Regions from separate parts of the Gossypium hirsutum genome. Here all the other regions are linked to region 1. The links are chromatin contacts, called in public Hi-C maps. All regions are on one chromosome and are shown on one strand. Each heading gives the region's core, a stretch centred on a gene start, on an enhancer-like site or on the middle of the called end of the contact. The rest is flanking DNA. Distances are from core to core; before and after follow the strand shown.

What was found. A called contact is a pair of places that touch in the nucleus more often than the background predicts.
Region 2: a contact with region 1 is called in a Hi-C map of leaf, with 2.3 times the contacts expected there. The contact joins the promoter of LOC107954724 here to the promoter of LOC107954695 in region 1. A contact is called at or near these places in 4 of 34 Hi-C or Micro-C datasets (leaf and petal).
Region 3: a Hi-C map of leaf shows a contact between it and region 1, with 2.3 times the contacts expected there. The contact joins the promoter of LOC107954723 here to the promoter of LOC107954695 in region 1. A contact is called at or near these places in 9 of 34 Hi-C or Micro-C datasets (callus, hypocotyl, leaf and 1 more).
Region 4: a contact with region 1 is called in a Hi-C map of leaf, with 1.6 times the contacts expected there. The contact joins the enhancer-like site here to the promoter of LOC107954695 in region 1. A contact is called at or near these places in 3 of 34 Hi-C or Micro-C datasets (callus and leaf).

Annotation. Positions count from the first base shown.
Region 1 is chrD07:33,225,703-33,230,519 of Gossypium_hirsutum_v2.1, reverse strand. LOC107954695 reads left to right here and starts at 2,052. Exons shown (of 2, transcript XM_016890331.2): 1 at 2,052-2,854; 2 at 2,978-3,758. The coding sequence starts at 2,847. The coding sequence ends at 3,533.
Region 2 is chrD07:33,687,650-33,692,466 of Gossypium_hirsutum_v2.1, reverse strand. LOC107954724 (60S ribosomal protein L5) reads left to right here and starts at 2,492. Exons shown (of 9, transcript XM_016890373.2): 1 at 2,492-2,627; 2 at 3,260-3,329; 3 at 3,407-3,498; 4 at 3,728-3,854; 5 at 3,935-4,014; 6 at 4,112-4,228; 7 at 4,568-4,702. The coding sequence starts at 2,625.
Region 3 is chrD07:33,646,757-33,651,573 of Gossypium_hirsutum_v2.1, reverse strand. It overlaps LOC107954723 (mediator of RNA polymerase II transcription subunit 19a), which reads left to right and starts at 2,094. Exons shown (of 7, transcript XM_016890371.2): 1 at 2,094-2,398; 2 at 2,505-2,643; 3 at 4,113-4,188. The coding sequence starts at 4,158.
Region 4 is chrD07:32,928,699-32,933,515 of Gossypium_hirsutum_v2.1, reverse strand. No RefSeq gene overlaps it. Among protein-coding and RNA genes, the nearest start is that of LOC107954655, 5.9 kb to the left of the region's middle. Within about 2 kb of position 1,850, at least 1 of the 9 cell types and tissues checked has an H3K27ac peak or open chromatin away from gene starts, as enhancers often do. A contact at or near this core is called in leaf, where this site is marked.

The sequences.
Region 1 (4,817 bases), core at 803-3,302:
TTTTTAAATTTACCGAAATGGGCCCGGTATTTTATTATTTACTGAAATGGGCCCCTTTTTCCTAAATCGCATCCACGTCAACGCGATGTCAGGGGATGTATCAGCAAAGCGCGGCCACGTCAACGCTTTGATGACATGGCAACAAAGCGTGGCCTTGAGAGCGCGCTTTGTTGCCACGTCAGCAAAGCTCTCTTACGTGGCCGCGATTTGATGACGTGGCGCGTCCCTGGGGACGCGATTTAGACCGCACGTGAACAGTGCAATGGTCAAAAATTTGACCGTTTCCCCCCTAACGGTAAAAAAAAAACCTATAAATTCCCCCACCCCTTTTTTTTCACAAACAAATTCTCTCTCAAATTTCCTCTCAATTTCCTCTCAATTTCCTTCCAAATTTCTCTCAAATTCATATTTAATCTCAATTAGCTCTCAATTTCCTTTTAAATTTCTCTTAAATCCCTATTTTAAAATAATTTTAAAAAATTTTGATTTTTTTAAATAAAAAAATTACTCTTAAATCCCTAATTTTTAAACCGAAAAAATTTGTACGATTTCAGTAATGGACGGAGGATTGACTCGTCTTGATAAGCACCACATATCCGTGGAACAAATGAAGATGGTAAGTGTTAAATTTAATTTTTAAATATTATTTAAGATTTTTTTATTTATGCATTTTTAGATAATTATTAATTTATTATTTGTTATAAAAGTCTGTAGATCGGGTATTGGAATACAATATCCGAAATATGCATGCTCCTCCATCACCGTTAGTAGAGAACTACCTGCGAGAAGCAGATTTTTGGCACGTGGCGATGGTAGGCCGGGGATGTAAGGTGGACCCGAAACTAATCAGTGCGTTGATCGAGAGGTGGAGACCCGAGACACACACATTCCATCTTCCATGTGGAGACTGCACTGTCACTTTGGAAGACGTCAGCTTGCAATTGGGATTGTCGGTGGATAGGTACCCAGTCACGGGGTCTGCCCAATCTAGCGATTTGCCAGCGGTGTGCTACGAGCTTCTAGGCGCTATTCCGAAGAAAATGGATGGAGGTAAGATTGAGATGGGCTAGTTGCGAGACACATTCTCGAATCCAGATGAAGATTCAACTGAAATAGAAAGAATCCGATATGCTCGGGCATACATTCTTCAGTTAATTGGAGGTTATCTGGTGCCGAACTTGTCACGGAGCCGCGTACATCTAAGATGGCTGCTGAAACTCGTTGATTTTAGAGCAGTCGGTGAATTGAGTTGGGGGTCTGCCGTCTTGGCCACATTATATCGGGAGATGTCCGGGGCGACGCGACCGAGGAGAGCAAAAATCGGAGGTTCCTGTCACTACTGCAGTCATGGGCACGGTTTCGCAAATTCTTCACATATAGCATCCAGGAGTGCAAGATTTCACAAATTTTTTGCATATAGCATCCTGCTTGAAGCGTTTTTTATACTATTTGCTCAGAAACGTCAACTGGAAATTATTTTTCCAGAACCTATGTAGCAAAAGCGCGTACACGTAGGCGCGACTGCAAAAATCCTTCTGATAAATCATCTTGCTTTGATTTTATCTTAAAAACCCATAAACACGAAACGTAATCCAATTTTGAATAAATTTTAATTAACTTAATTACGAAACCCTAAACCCTAAAATTTAATAAATTTTAATTACAAAACGTAATTTAATTTTAATTAATTAATTAATTTCTCTCTAAAACCCTAAAAATCTGAAAAACCCTAAAAATCCTAATGTGGGAAACACGGCGAAATCGCGTCCCCAAGTGCGCGCGACGTGGCAGCAAATCGCGTCCACGTCAGCGCGCTTTGATGACGTGGACACAAATCGCGCTTTCAAGGACGCACTTTGTTGCCACGTCAGCATAGCGCGCTGACATGGACGCGATTTGCTGACATATCCCCTGACTTCGCGCTTACGTGGACGCGATTTAGGGGAAAAGGGCCCATTCCAATAAATAAAAAAATACCGGGCTTATTTCGGTTAATTTAAAAAAAAATTGGCTTTTTTAGTATTTTGCCCCATCTTTACAGCTGCTTTCACGTATTCATTTTCAAATATAAAATTTATTGCATAAATTTTTTTTATCTGATTTGTTCCATACCTTGTTCTTAAAATTTTCTCGATATTCAAACTCAGAATTATGTCACATATTATATCAAAATTTTCGGAGTGCCACAATCAGCGTCACCACCATGGACATTGTTGGGAGTCACCGACTTAAGGAGATCCGAAGCCTTTGGGATACGGTGCTCTACCAAACGTAGGAACCTTGACGAAGCGGAAGAAATCGAGAGGCCAGGAGCCCCGTCTAGAGAAAAGGAGATAAGCTATCTCCAAGAGAGACTTGGAAAAATCATGTGGTGGTACACCACCACCATTCTAGTAGCCAAAAGCTTGAGGAGGAGAGGGGAGATCTCGAAGTTTTTTTTCCGAAAGACAAAGAAGGCAAAAGGAAAAAAGACTTACCAAATCAAGAGAGAGGCGAGAGGAAAGATAGAAAGGGCAGTTGAAAATACACACTAAGGTCGTATGTGTTCAACACCTAAAGAAGAAAGCATTAGTTGGATGGTTCAATGTTATTCCACTTTATATTCATGTCCTAACCTATGTATCTTGAGAGACATTGATTTTTTGTTTTATTTTTATAAATGATTTAGCCATTGTTTAAAACTTACTTTATCAATTCTCTTCATCGACTATCAGGAAGTCCAACAAATTAGAAAAATTTAAAAAAAATCTAAAAGATTAAAAGGAAAGCGCTGCCTTACTTCTCCTTTTCCAGGAAACATAAACCCTTCAAGCAGCAACAAGATCCCGATTTTCAAAGACTCAATAATGGATGAGTAAAGTCCTTTTCCTTTTCCTCCCTTAATTTCATTTTCATTGAAATTGTTTTCTCTTTTTTTTTTCTTTTTTTTTTGCTTTCAAAATCTCACTTTCACACTGTAAATTCATCTGTTTCTCAGATCTGAGCAGGACCCAAGAAGACTGACTTCCACATCGTCTTCTTCTTCATCCACAACAAGAGTTCACGTCACGGCCTTGGACGGCCTGGTAAACGTCAACTCCCTCTTCACCATCGCCGTCTTCGTGGGCCTTTCTTTAACCACGCCAGGCCAACATAGCCTCGAGAATCGAGCCCCCTGCGACGCCGGCATCGACTTTGCGAAAAAGCTCTTGGTTTTCGAGGTAGTCTCCTTCAGTTTCTTCCTATTCTCGTCCCTGGTAGCTCAGGGTTTGAAGCTTGCCATCAACTTGTTGAACAGCAAAGACGTGGACGAAGCTATCAGGGCCCACATTAACCTTAAAGTTCTGAGGTTGGGGATGATGGGGTCGGCGGTGGGGTCGGTTATGGGGTGCTTGTTTTTGATGCTTTCGATGGTGAATGTGATCGAGATCCGATTGGGGATGTTGTCTTGTGGGAGTAAGTCTGCGGTTCACTCAGTCACGGCTTTAGTTCTTCTGGTTTCTTCTGCTCTCTTGGTTTACATTTCCACTGCTGTTTATGCTTTCTTGCATTGATGGAATGAAAGAAAATAGGATGCCCGTAATTATCAAGTTTAATCTTAGTTTTGGAAACAACATTGTGTTGTTATCTTCTCGTTGAGTTGGGGACATATGTTCAAGTATTAATTTGAATTTTAGTTCTAGTTTACCGGGAAATGTTTACCCTTGATTTACAATATGGTGTTCTTATGTTAGATATGGGCATAATATGAATTTCTAGGTGTCCTATGGACTTGATGATCGATTGTCTCCGGGCAGAAGCATTCGACAGCAACCCTAAATCTTTAGGGTTGAGTTCCAAAGTGCAAGGATGAAAGAAGAAATACAAAAGTAGAAATACCATAAATTTTAGAATAAATTATATTAATTATGTGGAAGGTTTTTTGTTTTGGTACTTTAATTTAAAAAATTATAATTTATTTATTAAATTATTTAAAAGTTTTCATTAAAGTTATTGAGTTGTTAAATTCGATATTATATTTCTTTTTGTTTATATTGTTTTCATCAATCAAAAGTTTTTTTCCTCCATCTTTTCTACGGTTTATGTTTTTATTTTCATGAAATGGCTTTGGATATTAAGAATCTTCAAATCGAAATTCAAACAATTCCTTTTTCGACCTTTAACACAAACTGTTAGATCGATTTGGATAAATGGTATGTTTAATTAATTGATGGATATTGATCCATCGTACCGAGTATCAAATTGTTGCTTGGAGCTCATTGGCGGTACTTTTTTTTAAAAAAAAAGAAGTTAACAAACCAATGCCTTATATAAAAACTTTTAAATAATTTAGTTAAATAAAAATTTTTGAATAGTTCAGTGATCAAATTATAACTTTTTTTAGTTAAGTAATTAAAATGAAATTTACCTTAAATTTTAAGTGTGTTTCCTATGGGAGAAAAGAAAGAGGAGAGAAGATAGGTTAGATGGTTACTTTTCATCTTAATGGCAAAATTAGGCTTAAATGCCGATTTTGTTTTTTAATAAGGCCTTTAGGCCTTTTTTTTTTAAGGAAATAGATCATTTTTAGGAGAGAGAAAGGAAAAATGCAGTCAACTAGACGCGCTTTCTTCCAACAATAACAAAGCAACGACTTTTTGAACGTTGCCGTACCAATGGTAAACAAATTTAAAATTTTCCAACGGTTAATTTTTTTTACCCTATAAATACCCCCCAAATTTAATTTTTGTCATTCACATCATTTTCTCAACTCTGTCAACTCTCCCGTTTAAAATTTTTCGATATTTTCACTTAAAAATATTATTATTTTTAATTATCTCATTTTTATTCGCTCAAAT
Region 2 (4,817 bases), core at 1,243-3,742, 460 kb before region 1:
GCAAGGCATCAATGGTCACGTCCATATCTAAGTACAGATCTGTGAATTTTAAATTATTAGGGAATCAATACATGAATTAAATCTTTTAAATGAAATTATTAGAAGTAATGATTGTTTAATACTTAAACCACTCAAGTTGAAACGTTTTCATCCTCTTCTCTTCTCCTAAATATTAAAATGATAAATATCAGTGATCCAACTTGATTTTAGAGCAAATTAAGTTTAGATTTTAATTGAGATGCAATAATACTTTAGATATGGATTTTAAGTTATCATGTAAATTAACTACTATTTTTTATACAAAAGAGAAAGAAACAGAAATCAAACCACTCGTTGCAAAGCCACACCATGCCAAATTCTTTAGGATTGCAGCAGGTGGAGCTATGAAGATATGACTACCGATAGAACAACCAAATGCCAGTGATGCCATACCGTTACCATCCTTATTACTTCCCTTATTCACATGTGCTATCCTAACACCCCAAGGCTGCTGCAACAGTCTCAAAATTGATCGTAACATGATATTGATGGTGCTCGTTCGATCTACTGCCCAACAAATTCACTGTTGTTCAGCTGTCCAACTCAAGCACCTCATTCCTTGCACCCAAGTTCCTGGCTTGTATTAACCCATCGAAAGCCCCCCAAAGGTTTATAAAATGGGGCAGTGGCCAATGTTCCTGGCAAATCCCAGAAACCATCTTCCGTTATGATCTCTGACCATGCCTACTGAACTAGCCATCTCCATTCATAACTTAGTCGTTTCAAAGCCAGTGGTTTGCCTTTTCAAAGAGTAATCGCGGCGAGGGGATTAGTCCTTGTTACCGGTGATGGATATCCTAGTGTCAAAAAACTACAAAATTATGTAACAAATATACAGTCAACCCTCTCTATAACAATCTCATTTGTCTACACAGATTTTGTCTGTTATAGAGAGATGGTTATTATACACCTATAATAGCATGTTGTTATAGGGAGATTATCATTGTAAACTTGACATAGAATTCATATTGTGAATTTCCATTAAGTAAAGAAAGTAAGAATTATGTTCAAAAAATAATGAAAGTGAGAATCAAATCAACAAAATTACAAGACTTATAACAGGTGCATGCATTGTTGTTTTTATGCATATTCTTGTTTTACATTCTTCCACATGGTTAATTATAAAGTTTATAAATCTAACAAGTTTAATTAATCAATATGAGTTATCAAATTTAATTAATTAATTAATCACGAGTCGCTAAATTCAAGTAATCAATTTATAAATTTATGATGTTCCAAATTCATAGAGAATATTTAATTAAAGAACTTAATAGTTTATTAAATTGATATCTTTAATTCTACTCATTTGAAAATTATTTTTCATTTAATAAGATAAGATTAATAGATTTTTCTCACATGAAATTTAATCATTTTATAGAAATAATATATTAATTAAGATCATATTTATTTAATAAATGATAATTAATAAGCTTGCTTATATGAAATAGTTATAATTTTACTTAAAAATTTAGACAATATGTTATTATAGAGAATTAATTTAATAAAAAGTGTACTTTATAACAATGAATGTTATTGTTATGAGTGAAAATTGTTATAGAGAGTTAAAATAAAATATAAAAAATTAATTCTACTAAAATTTGGTTTTGATAGCAGTGGCGTATCTAAGGGGTTGGCAGGTGCCCCGATCCTCCTAAAATGGAAAATATTCTATTTATGCCCTTTAAAGTTTTTAGAATTTTGATTTAATCCATTAAAAGTTATAAAAATATAGTATATTTAATTGGTGAAATTACATTTTTACTATTGTAAAATTTATAATTTAATTTCATCTCCTAAAAAAATTTTCTGGCTTCGCCCTATGTGATAATGAAATGCTGAAATGCTATTTTAGCGAGTAGATATTATAGAGAAGGTTGACTATATTTATAAAATATTAATATAAATAATAAATGAGACTTTGGTTGAGTTATGATATATAAATGTGGAAAACTAAGGAAGTATGAGTTCAAATTTTATTATGTGGATATATTTTTTGTATGAAAGATATAATTTAACAAAAACACTCTTAAAATAATACAAATTACTTTATAAAGTGAGAGTATTCTTTTATCTTTTCTCAACTGAATTAATATTTAATTAACCCGTGATACCAACTTAATCAATAGTTTATAATAATGATAGACAAATAAACAATCATTCCATTGTAATTTTTTTTTTAAATCTAAATATGAGTAGGGTTATGAAAAAGTGAAAGAAAAGAGAAGAAAGAGAGGGGAAAATAAAGGGAATTTTTTTAAAAAAAAATTTGTTTTCGAAAAGTATTAAAAAATTTTATTTGAAATAATTATATCAGTTTGCATTATATAATTAACAGACTCGGTAATAAAAAATGATAAATTAATAATATTAAGATCATATCATAACTTTTTAAAGATAAGAATGTAATTTAAACAATATAAAAGCCATTAAACCTAACGTGGGTCAATAATAAAAAAAAACCAAGAAAATCAATCGTGGCCGTTGATTTACCGATATAAAGTCTCGCTAGGGTTTTAGAAATATAACACCTTCTCTCTTGGCAGAGCCACAAGACTCGGCCGCTTAAAAAAACCAGGGTGAAAGCCATGGTAATACTCTCTTCACAATCGTTTTCCGTTTTTGTTTTTTTTCTTCTAATTAACACCATAGTTTAGCTTCGCATTTTGCATTCTAGATCTCATTGTATATGTTATTTATCTCCAGTTTATAATGTCAGATCTTTGCACAATTTTGTTCGAGAAAAGGATCAATAGAATCAATTATAAAATCTGTTGTTTTGTTGCCTGTAACAGAATCAAGTGTGTTTTAAGCAGTATCTGATTTTCTGCTGTTAACTCGAAGGTTCTTTGTAGTTTAAGTGTATATTAAGCAGTTTTGATATTTCGCTGTAAACTCGAAGGTTTTATGGAGTTTAACTAATTTCAAATTTCATTTGCATTATTTTTTTCTACTTTTATTTCATTTTCCTTCTCGCTGATAAGCTGTCCTGAGATTCAAAGTCAGCAGCGAGAAGTTAAAAGGCTTAAGGTTGTAAGTTCCTTTTATTGAATAAATTTAGGTAATATTTGGTTGTTAGTCTTGTTTTAGTTTTTCACATTCGTAAAATATATTAAACATGTGTTTGTGGAAGGAAATATTGTCTTAGATTACTACCAATTATTTTCTTTCTTTATTATATATGCTTTCTTCGTTTACTGAGTTTGTTAGTTTTATGCTACAGCCTTTCGTTAAAGCTCAAAAGACCAAGGCTTATTTCAAGAGATATCAAGTTAAGTTCAAGAGAAGGCGAGGTACTATAATTAGGCCTATATCTGTATAGGATCACACTTACTGTTTTGATGTTGTAATAATTGTTTTAATCTTGTAGAGGGCAAGACGGATTATCGGGCCAGGAATCGTCTTATTAATCAGGACAAGAACAAATACAACACCCCAAAATATCGTTTGGTTGCACGATTTGTATCCTATTTCTGACTTATTTTTTCCCTCATCATTTTGTTTGCATTGTCTATCCCAAGCAGCACTTGTTTATGTTATTTATAGTGAATAATTTCTGTTTGGGTTGAGGGTATACTGTTTAGACATATAGGCTGCTGAATGTGCTGAAATACCTTGGTTAATTCAAAATGTGATTATTTGTTCTTTTATGGGTTTCTAGTTGATACTTTAACCTTAACATATTTATTAGACCAACAAGGATATAATTGCACAAATCATACATGCTAGTATTTCTGGTGATATAGTTCTTGCAGCAGCTTATGGACATGAGCTTCCTCACTATGGACTTGAAGTTGGCCTTACAAATTATGCAGCAGGTGGGATTTACTTTACTAGATGTTAAGGTGATCTTTTTCTTCTGTTTGAGGATATTATCTTAATGACATTTTGGACACAGCTTATTGTGTTGGACTCCTTTTGGCTCGCCGAACACTGAAGCAGCTGGAGATGGATGCTGAATATGAGGGCAATGTTGAGGTATGCATTTGCCATGGTTTCTGAGGTGTGAAGATATACATTTTTTTTTCAGAGGGATAATAAGTATGTCGAAATTATGATTGGCACTTGCTTACAGGCAACTGGGGAGGACTACAGTGTTGAACCAGGAGAGAGCAGGAGGCCTTTCCGATCTCTCCTAGATGTTGGTCTTGTCAGAACAACCACTGGTAATCGTGTTTTTGGTGTGCTCAAGGTATATTGGAATCCCTTTCTATATGATATAAATGTCGTGAATCTAACTTTGTTCATTGTTTTTTCTATTTTATGTGCATAAAGCATGGTCTTGTCTTGAGGTTAGGTTGTTAAATTCTGGTAGTGAGTAGTTTTGTGCATAGTGGAGCTCATATGAAATGTTGTTCTCGTTTTTGTGCTGCAAGGATTCTTTTAGTTTTTCTTTCTAAATCAATGGCTTTGCTGCCTGTTTCCAGCTGAAGAAAGCCACTCCTAGTTATTGTTTGGCTTTTAAAATTTCCACCTATACCATCTCTATATTTAACTTTGGCATGTATTTATTCTTTGCATTTCCTTTTAGGGAGCTTTGGATGGAGGAATTGATATTCCTCATAGTGAGAAGAGGTTTGCTGGATTTAACAAGGACAGTAAGCAACTTGATCCTGAAGTTCATCGCAAATACATTTATGGTGGCCATGTTGCATCATACATGAGGGTAAGATTTAAGAATTTTAAGTAGTTAGAGGAAAGTAATAATGGTGTTGAATCTCTCCTCTTTGGGCGGTTGGGTTTTGGGGTGTTAATTTGACAATGTTTTATGTTGTATCTGT
Region 3 (4,817 bases), core at 845-3,344, 420 kb before region 1:
CAAGAAACTCACCTTCAAAGAAAAAGTTGAGGTTCAAGCTTGTGGGGGCTCAGAAGGATAGAAGGAAGTTCAATGAAATTGACACCAGCATGAATATATATTGTCAGCTTATTCATTTTTGCTATTCTGTTATCTCTGATTGGCTATTATAATAATCAATAAAATTGTTGGGTTTTTTAAAAATAATTTCATTGTCCTAATAACATACATTAATCTGTAGATACTGTGCAAGAAAGAATAAATTCATGGCTGACAAAGACCCGGGTGGAAGAAGAAAATTAGAATGAATCATTTGGGGTGGAGGTGGTGGAGGTCGAAACCCAGGTGGAAGAGGGGTGGGGTGGTTGTGGAAGTGGCAGCAACGGAGGACACAACAACAACAATGGTGGAGAAAAATAGTAATTTTTTTTTTGTGTTGCAGCAGTAATGGGAAAAGAGGAAGGGAGAAGAAAAAAGAAATGGAACAAAATGAAAAAAAGAAAAGAAAAGATCATGTTATCTATGATGTCACATATGACTTACGGTTAACTCAGTTTATTAATATAAATTAAGTTGATTTCTGAAAAAATCATAATGTTGAGATGTAAATAAAAAAAAGTCAATGGCACAAAATCAAAAATTCTTAAACATTGAGGGTATTTTATGCAATTATGCCAATGAAAAAATAAGAATAATTTTTTTTTGAAAATCAAGAATAAAATGTTAAAAGAATTAACTAAATGAAATATTATTAAATGAATTTAAAATTAAATAATATAATAATTTGCACTAGAGAAGGGGGGGTCGGAGTTTGCGCCATAATCTAACCAATCACATGGGTGGGAATATTAGATTTTTGGGTAAAACTATTAGTAAGTTTACATTTTGATCATTTAATTTCAAAAAGTTATAAAATGGTCACTAAATTATTAAAAAAATTTAGTTAAGTCACTGAATTGTTAACTTGTTTTTTTAAAGTCTGACTAGCAAGCTCTAATAGACGATTTGACTATTAGTATTATGGATTAGCACCCATTAATGAGTCAGAGAACATATTGATGATCTAAGTCAATCTGATGGCCAGTGTTGAAGATCGAAGAAAAAAGCTATTTGGATTTTAGTTTGTAGATTCCTAACGTTTAAAGTTGTTTCATAAAAAAAGCTAAATTGTAAAAGAGAAGAGGAGGGAAAACTTTCAATTGGTAAAGGCGGTGTGAACATATAAGGCCATACAACACCGATTTTAACATCCTTGTGATTTAAATGAAAACTTTTAAATAGTTTAGTGACCATTTTTTAACTTTTTGAACTTGAGTGACCAAAATGTAAATTTACTAATAGTTTAGGGCATAATGACTTATTTGGCCCTCCAACTTTACAAAAAAAATTATTTTAGCCTTTCATTTAATTTTTCGCCTTTTTTAACCCTTAAACTTGCATTGTTTGTCAAATCATCCCAAAACGGATGAAAAAAATTAATGTCTCTTAACTTTACTTATGTGACATTTGCATGAAAGTTAATGTGTATGCCTCATAAGTAATTAATAAATTTTAAAAAATCTGAAAAATGATTTTTTTATAATTCTATACTTTTTAATAGTTTTTTTTAAAAATTTTTATATTTAAAAATTAATTAATTGCTAACACAACATGCATGTGGCAATCCTCGTGTATGCCACGTTAGTAAGGTTAACAAATTTTAACATTTTCATCAATTTTGGAGTGATTTGTCAAACATCGCAAGTTTAATGGCCAAAAGAGGCTAAAATGGCTTCTTTTTAAAAGTTGGAGACCAAATAAGTCATTATGCCATAGTTTAGTGACCTTAAGTATAGTTTACCCTAGATTTTTTAGGTCATAAGTTAATTTTGTTTAGGCTTTTCATAATTTGATAGTCTTACGATTTAGTCCTCCATTCATTTCAATTTAATCCTTATTAATTTAATTTGATACTTCCTATTTTATTTATTTGAATTTATTTATGTTTATCTATATTTATTTTTATTTATGTTTGAATTTAAATTTTCAAGTTTATTTCATATGATTCTAATTACTGATTAATTATTTTATCAAAATTTTAAATGTATTAATAATTTTATACATATTAAACCGGTGCATCGGGAAAGAAAATACGAGCTAAAACTCCCACTACGAAGGTTTTTGACTCTGTGACCCCCAAAAATAATAAAAATAATAAGTAAATAAATAAGCCGGAGAAGCTACGGACCCGAGGATTTGGCCAGGAAAAGAAAGGAAAAAACTCGTATAGTGTTGGTGGTTCGTCCCTTTTCAAACCCTAAAAAAGTAGGGACTTAATTGCTTCCATTGCCTGCTCCTGAAAGCTCTCCAACTTCATAAGATCTTACCCATTCTACCCGGCTTCACTCCCTCTTCAATTCGCTCTCTTTTATTTTCACTGGTCAATTTCTCCACCGTTTCCCCTTCTTTTATTTTTTATTTCTTTCAAAATTTTGCGCGGTTTTTGTTTTTTCCTTTGATGTTTTTTTAAAAATATTTTTTCGTAGGTTTTCTTTTACTTGCATTGAAGCGTCAGGACCGAATTTATCTGAGGAAGAGAGGAGCTTGAAATTTTCTTTTTTGCTTTGCTTTTTCTCGCGATCTGAAAAATGTTCCTCGGCGACTTTGCCCGAGTCCATGTTTGAGGTATTTCTTGGTTTCTTTTTATGTTTCTTGTTTTTCTTAATTGAAGTTTTTCTTAAATGATGAATTATGATGGTTTCCCCCCTAATCCTTTTTTTCTTTATGTAATTAGTAATTTGTTCGGACATTGTCCTCTATGTTTATTTTTCAATTTTATTGGGAATTCATTCAAATTTGACGATTCTGCGGAGAAAAATTAGATGAAAATTATGAAAAAAGATGTAATTTGAGTATGTGGTTTTGGCGTTTGCTACGTGTAGAATATTATCCGGTTAGATAAGACGAAGAAGCATGTGTGAAGGTTCTGGCTTTTAGTGTTTAAAGCAAATTTTAGTAGCAAAACTAGAGATGCCCTGACTAACTAAATCTTTTATAACTTGAAACTATGTGGAGATAAAGTATTCCATATGAGCTAATTTCAAATTTTCAGTGCAATGAAAACGTCATGGTGTCGCTTGTAAACTTTTGTAGCTTACCATTAACATAGAATTTAGTATTTATTTTTAAATTTAAATATTCTATTAGTTGGCTTGCTTTGGAAATTCATACGAAGTTCTTATAAATTTTAATCGGGTGAAGAATGGGTTAGTTACATACTACTACCACCACCCTCAAACCTGTGTTTAGATTTCTACCTGTGGCTCTAGGTGCTTTGCTATTAACCTAAATAATTAATCCAGGTTCAGCAACCATTTTTCTTTTTGTTCTGAAATGAAAGGGTAATCTGGTTACCAAGTTGGCTTTTATCAGTTTTGCTAGACATATAATTTGCTCAACTGTGCAATATGTCAACTATTAAATTATTGACATTTGAGGAGGGTGAAAGGGGCTATGAATCTCTTTCCTTGCTTCAGAAGTCGCTAGTTTTCTGAAGCAAGGAAAGAGCGCACCTTGAGCCCTTGTCAACACTGAATTTGAAGCAAGTAATCTTGATCCAGGCATCTTGCAAGCTTTATATGAATCCAGAGCTCTTTAATCTACTTGTCACATTTTGAACCAAACTTTGGCTGTGTGTTCTTCTCCTCAATGGGTTCCCCTAGATCAGTAATGATTGAAGAAAATGACGATTGAGGGTGACATATATGACATATATGTTGTAACGAAATCATTTTATTGTTTGGTGCTAATATTATTATTTTGATGTAAAGAAAAAAAGTTGTAAGAATATGATGGTAAAGAAATCATTTGCTAAATTGGAAAAGTCATATATTTGATGTGATAGTTGGCCGTAGAACTTAAAATTGTAAGTTGCTAGTTCCACTCACATGCTATAAAGGGGAACAAATTGAAAAAGAAAATGTGCTCATTATAGGCTTGTAAGTTGTATGTAGTTTTGGTTAGAAAATATGAGTGTTGGTGTCTCTACATCATGTGACAATTTCGTGTTTAACTTACCAAAGTTCTACTTGAATCAATTTTTACCCGTACAGATGTTTTACATGATTTTCATGGATTTTCGTGACTTTGGCTAGGAAATTGCAGTTGGTGACATTACACGTTTCATGAACCATTAACTCATGGATGCTGGAGGCAATAAATTTGGAGGAGGTACTATAAATTTTTAATCTTGGTTATTACTGTATTTTGAAGTTTTCATTTCATTTGTTTGGTTGAGATAGGCTTTGGATCTGCTATCAGTTTTCTATATTATATCACTCTTTTGAGTTGTATCATTCATATCTTGATTATTGTACCTTTTTTACTTCTAAGTTTAACCTACCATATTGCTAATCAGAAGTGCATGTTAAGAAAGTATTAACAGTTATCCTCCGTTAGATCTGAATGAGGAATCTGGAAATCAGAGCAAAGCGAAGGAATTAAGAATCTTGGGTGTTGTAGTTGGTCATATCTGACCGTGTTGAACTCAACTTTTGTAGGTTAAAACTATCCTTTGTGGTGCTAACACTTAATTGTGCATGTGTCAGCTGTATTGTTATTATGTAGCGTGGAATAGAAACAAGATATAGGAAACCAAAACAGTGAACGAAAACCAAAGCAGAGTCTTAAATTGATGTAAAAGCAAATCTGGTACAATGGAACTAGGGTTCAGGGTTGTTGGTCTGTTATCATAATATCCAAGTGTAATTGGGTTGTTAATGTGTCTAAAATACTATTTATACTGCAGCTTTTCATCTGAGCCCTTGATATACTCGATTCAAACTATTAAGTGATGACAT
Region 4 (4,817 bases), core at 601-3,100, 300 kb after region 1:
AGTACTAAAAAGTATGGTATGACACAATCATATGAATTTGTCAATGAGAATATGTTTCAATTGGGTATGCTACAAATGAAAGAATTGGTATCCTAATGTTGAATGTTAAGACATGGTAAGTTATGTGCAAAAATTTTTGTGAATTAGTATGCAAATTGCTATATATATTCATGTCATATATGAATGCAAACTATTGGCATAATTGGTATATGTGAATGAGTTAGACATTAGATTTGAATTTTATTGTGTGCTTTTGCTATTATAACTTTGACTTGAATCATGAAAGTACCACTGAGTTTTATCGCTCAATGTACGGTTTTTTTATTCCGTGCACATGTAAAGGTGGATTGTGAGGTCTCGATAAGTAACTCAGCATCCAATTTGTAACCTCAGACTCAGTAATATTTGTACAGCCCCTTTTTAATTTTGATATATGGCATGTACCTAGGTTTCAGAGTCAGTTTTATATTGATATGGTCAAATTGAATTCATGATTGGCAATGTAGTTTAATTTTAGTGCAATGTAGTTTATACTTATATGAAATTGATATACGTGGATGGAAATGGTTTAAATGATTTGACATGTGGAAATTGTCATATGTATTAAAGTTGGGATAATGAATTTGTGTAATGTATATGTATAGATGATACTAAAGGCTAGAATTAAGTATTTGGGAATGGTATTCTTTACTGAAATGGTACAATTGTGGTATTGGTTTGTTTATATAGGTGATGCAATTTGGTACCATTTGAACCATTTTGAAACAAGCGGTCATGTCGTGACGTTGAGCTCTTTTCATCATGACAAGAAATCACCAGTGAGTTACGTTGCGACGAGGAACTGTCGAAGCCACAACGTCAACCTGATATTTTACAAACTTTACAATTTGGTCTTAATTCGACATCGGGTTAGCAAAAGAGCTTTTGTAAGCTTGTGTAAGACTTGAAAATGATAGAAAATCATATTGAGATTAATTAAAATTGTTAATAGCATATATAAAAGGGCAAATTGAATCGTAGTTGCTCCAACAACCAATGTGGCATCCCGTAGTTCGAATTCGGCGATCGAGTTGGGTATGGAGTGTTATAAGTTCTCTATTTTGCTTTTCTATTTGATTAGATATTTTATCTCTCTTGATATTTTCTCTTTATTTTTCACTTTTATTAGATTATTTTAGAATAGGTTAAATTTTGATATCAGTTACTATACTTTGCAAAAGTTGTGGATTTAGTCCTTATACTTTTATTTGATCAATTTTAGTCCATTTACTTTTCGAATTGGTCACTTTTAGTCCTGACCCAAAGAGTAAAAATTAAATTCGTTTCGTTAAATTCAATTACTAGTCTTGTACTGCATGTACAGTTGTAGATTTAGTTCATTTTCTTCAATTAGATCATTCTAAGTTCCTATACTTTTCGAATTTTGAAATTTGAGCCTTGACACAAATGACAATCATTAATCCATTAACTGGACTTTTAGTGAGTAATATGTAGAAATAATATGCTAACATGACATTACACATATGATAATATATTCGTCACATCAGATTTGAAAATAAACATAACTTTACTTAATAAATTTAAAGTTATTATTTGCTGGGGACTGAAATTTTAAAATTTGAAAAGTATAGGGACTAAAAAGACCAACTAAAAATATAGAAATTAAATCAACAACTTTTACAAAATACAAGGACTAATAGCATAATTTAAGCTTTAGAATAAAATTCTTATTGTTAGATTTTAAAACAGGTAAAAGATCTAGAGTTTGACCCAAATAAGTGGACTGAGATAGATCCTGTTTGGGCCTAAAGGCAGATTTGCCCACTATTTCTTTTCATGGCCACTAGCAAAACGATGGAGTTTTGAGCCGTCCTAAAAGTGGAACTGAGAATCGTAAGAAGATCAATTGGAACCGTGTTTCATCTTTTATTCAATTTGATTTACGTGTTAATTCGGATAGTAATATGTTTGGTTCGGTTAGACTTTCCATGGCTTAAGTTTTTTTCTTAAAGTTCAATTTAATACCTATACTTTCTTTTTTCCATTTTAATGCCTGAATTTGGCAACTAAAAGCAGGAAATTTAGGCCATTTTTTTTCTCAATTTGAGAAATATTTTTGATTGGAGACCAAAATTATATTTTAAATTTTTGAGAAACCAAAATATAATTTAATCATGTATTAATTTTATCATTTTTGAGGGGCTAAACATTTTTTTTTAATTTTTGGGGGCAAACTATAATTGTACAATATATATATCAAGTTTTAATTTAATCACTTAAGAGGGAACTATATTATAATCCTTTCATTTTTTGGAAGGAGGGACATGTTCGCCTCCAGTAATTGAGATCTCTGAATTTAGATTTAATCAATATTTGATGGCATAATTCTTTTTTTACATTGTGCCACACTATCACTTGAATTTTTTTTTTTTAAAAATCAGATAATATCATCATTTTTTTATTTTCTAAATTGAATGACTAAAATAGACCTAATTACTAAATTAAAATACCAAAATGAAAAAAAAAACATAAATATCAAAACTCTTTTACATTAACCTTCTAGTTTATAAGTTAAACAATTATTCAAATCCAACCAAAAAGTATTTTTATTTCGGAATTAAAAAAAGTTAAAATACAATAAAATTTTAATTTAGAAGGGATGGATATTTGATTTTAAATAGTATTCAATTATACATTTGTGGTAACGAAAAAAAAACTTTCTTCAATAATTAGATTTAATTTTCTATATCATTTTTTGTAAAGCCATCGGAATGATATTTAAGCATTCGCCAATTCAAGTTTTGGCAACACAGGAGATGAAAGTGGTTGACTAAATAATTAAAGATGAAGTGCCTTTCTTGGGATCCAAGCATTCATGATTAGCAAGCTGAAATGAATGTTAAACAGCCTAATGTCTTTCTTTCCCTATTCATTCACATGTAAATAATCTAGGCCTTGATTCCATTATATGTGCGAAAATCTGGGGAATGGGACAAGCAAAAAAGGTGATGGCAGATTTAACAGTATATACCAGCCCTGAAAAGATGAATAGGAATGTTGTTTGAAATCTTCCCTTCTGCAAAACAAAACAGGGCATCGTATCTCGAAACAATACAAGACAAATTATGGGGAATAAAGAAATAAACCCATAGCTGTATTTTATGGAACCTTTGACTCCTTTTTCTTTCTATTTTCTTTTCTTTTATTTATTCATTTTTATTTTAGCCATTGAACTATTTAAAATTTTTTATTTAAGTTATAAGATTCTTAAAATTGATGCTATCTATTTTTCTCTGTTCACACTACTTACACCAATCAATAGCTTTTTTTACCCTTCCCTTCTATAGTTTAATTTTTTTTCAATAAACAACTTTAGATATCATAAATCTCTCAACCGAAATTCAAACTGTTTTTTTCTTTAATCTCTAACACTAGCTGTCAAATCGACTTATATCTAAGCTATGTTCTTCTACTTATCGATGGGTACTAATCCACTGTATTAATTATCAAATCATTACATAGAACTCGCTGACAGAACTTTTTTTAAAAGAAAAAAAAATTAATAGCATAGTGACTTAAATAAAAACTTTTGAATAGTTCATTGATTTGGACGAAAATTTTAAAATAATTTAGTAATCAAATTGTAACTTGTTTTAGTTAAGTGACCAAAATGAAAATTTACGAGTAACAGTATAATTACCCTTAAATGAAAGAAAAAATATATAAAATTAAAAGTTTTGTGAAATTATAAAATAAAAGATGGATAATCCAGATTGAGTGTGAAGCAAAATAAAAACAGCATTTTTTTAGTATTTTAATAATTTGGGATTAAAAAGAAATTGGATACTCATCTTACTGGAATGAAACAAAAAACAAAACCCAAAGCGGTTACATTACGTGAAAATCATTATTGACTTGTGTGTTTATAAATAAATAACTCAATCTCCAATCAATAGTACAAATATTATTCAAACTTGGTGGTACAAAATTTTCTTACTTTTCTAATTTCATCCTTCACTGTCCAAAACTGCTCCTATAAAACAGGTATTTTTTTTACAAAACTGGTGGAGGTGATTATAGAAAAATGCAAAAGGTAGTGATTGCTGCAACTCCTGTAAAGGGATGGTATCATTATAAAGAAATAAATTGATGTAAACAAGTGCTTACACCAGACAAAATGGGGGGCCCCTTCCCCTTCTTTTCTTTATAACCTTGCCTAACCGTTTGGTTTAGCATCTCTATGACAATTCACGAGTAAAACCTTGTACATATATATTTTTAACGCATTTTTTGAATTTTGTATCTGCGTTTTTATTTAAATATTTGACTTAGTTGGTGTCACGAGTTAATTTGAACACATGTTAGCATGACAAGCTATCGGAGAAACGCTCGTAACCAACTCTCTCGCTCTACACTATCCGATCTTTTCCACTTGGATGCCTCAAAGGCTAGTCCTCCCGAATCTTTGCTCTCCACATGGCCCTCGATTTTAGCAAGGGACCTATACCACCTGCTTCTATAGACAGCCTACCTGCTATGCAAGCAGCCTTAACAGACATCCATTTTTTAACTGTGAACACACCCCTGAAGACTATTGGGCTCTACCTGAGCGTAACAACATCGTGATACCAAAATAGAATGGGCCCTATGATGCACATCCTTCACATACTCATTGGTGGCAACCTCTTTGCAACGGTTTGCCACGTCACACTAACAGACAAGAAGACCTCTTCTATAAATACCATTCCAAACAACGAGAAATGGATCTTTTTTAGCCCTTAAGCAATCTTTGAGCACTTATCCTCCTCAACCTCCTC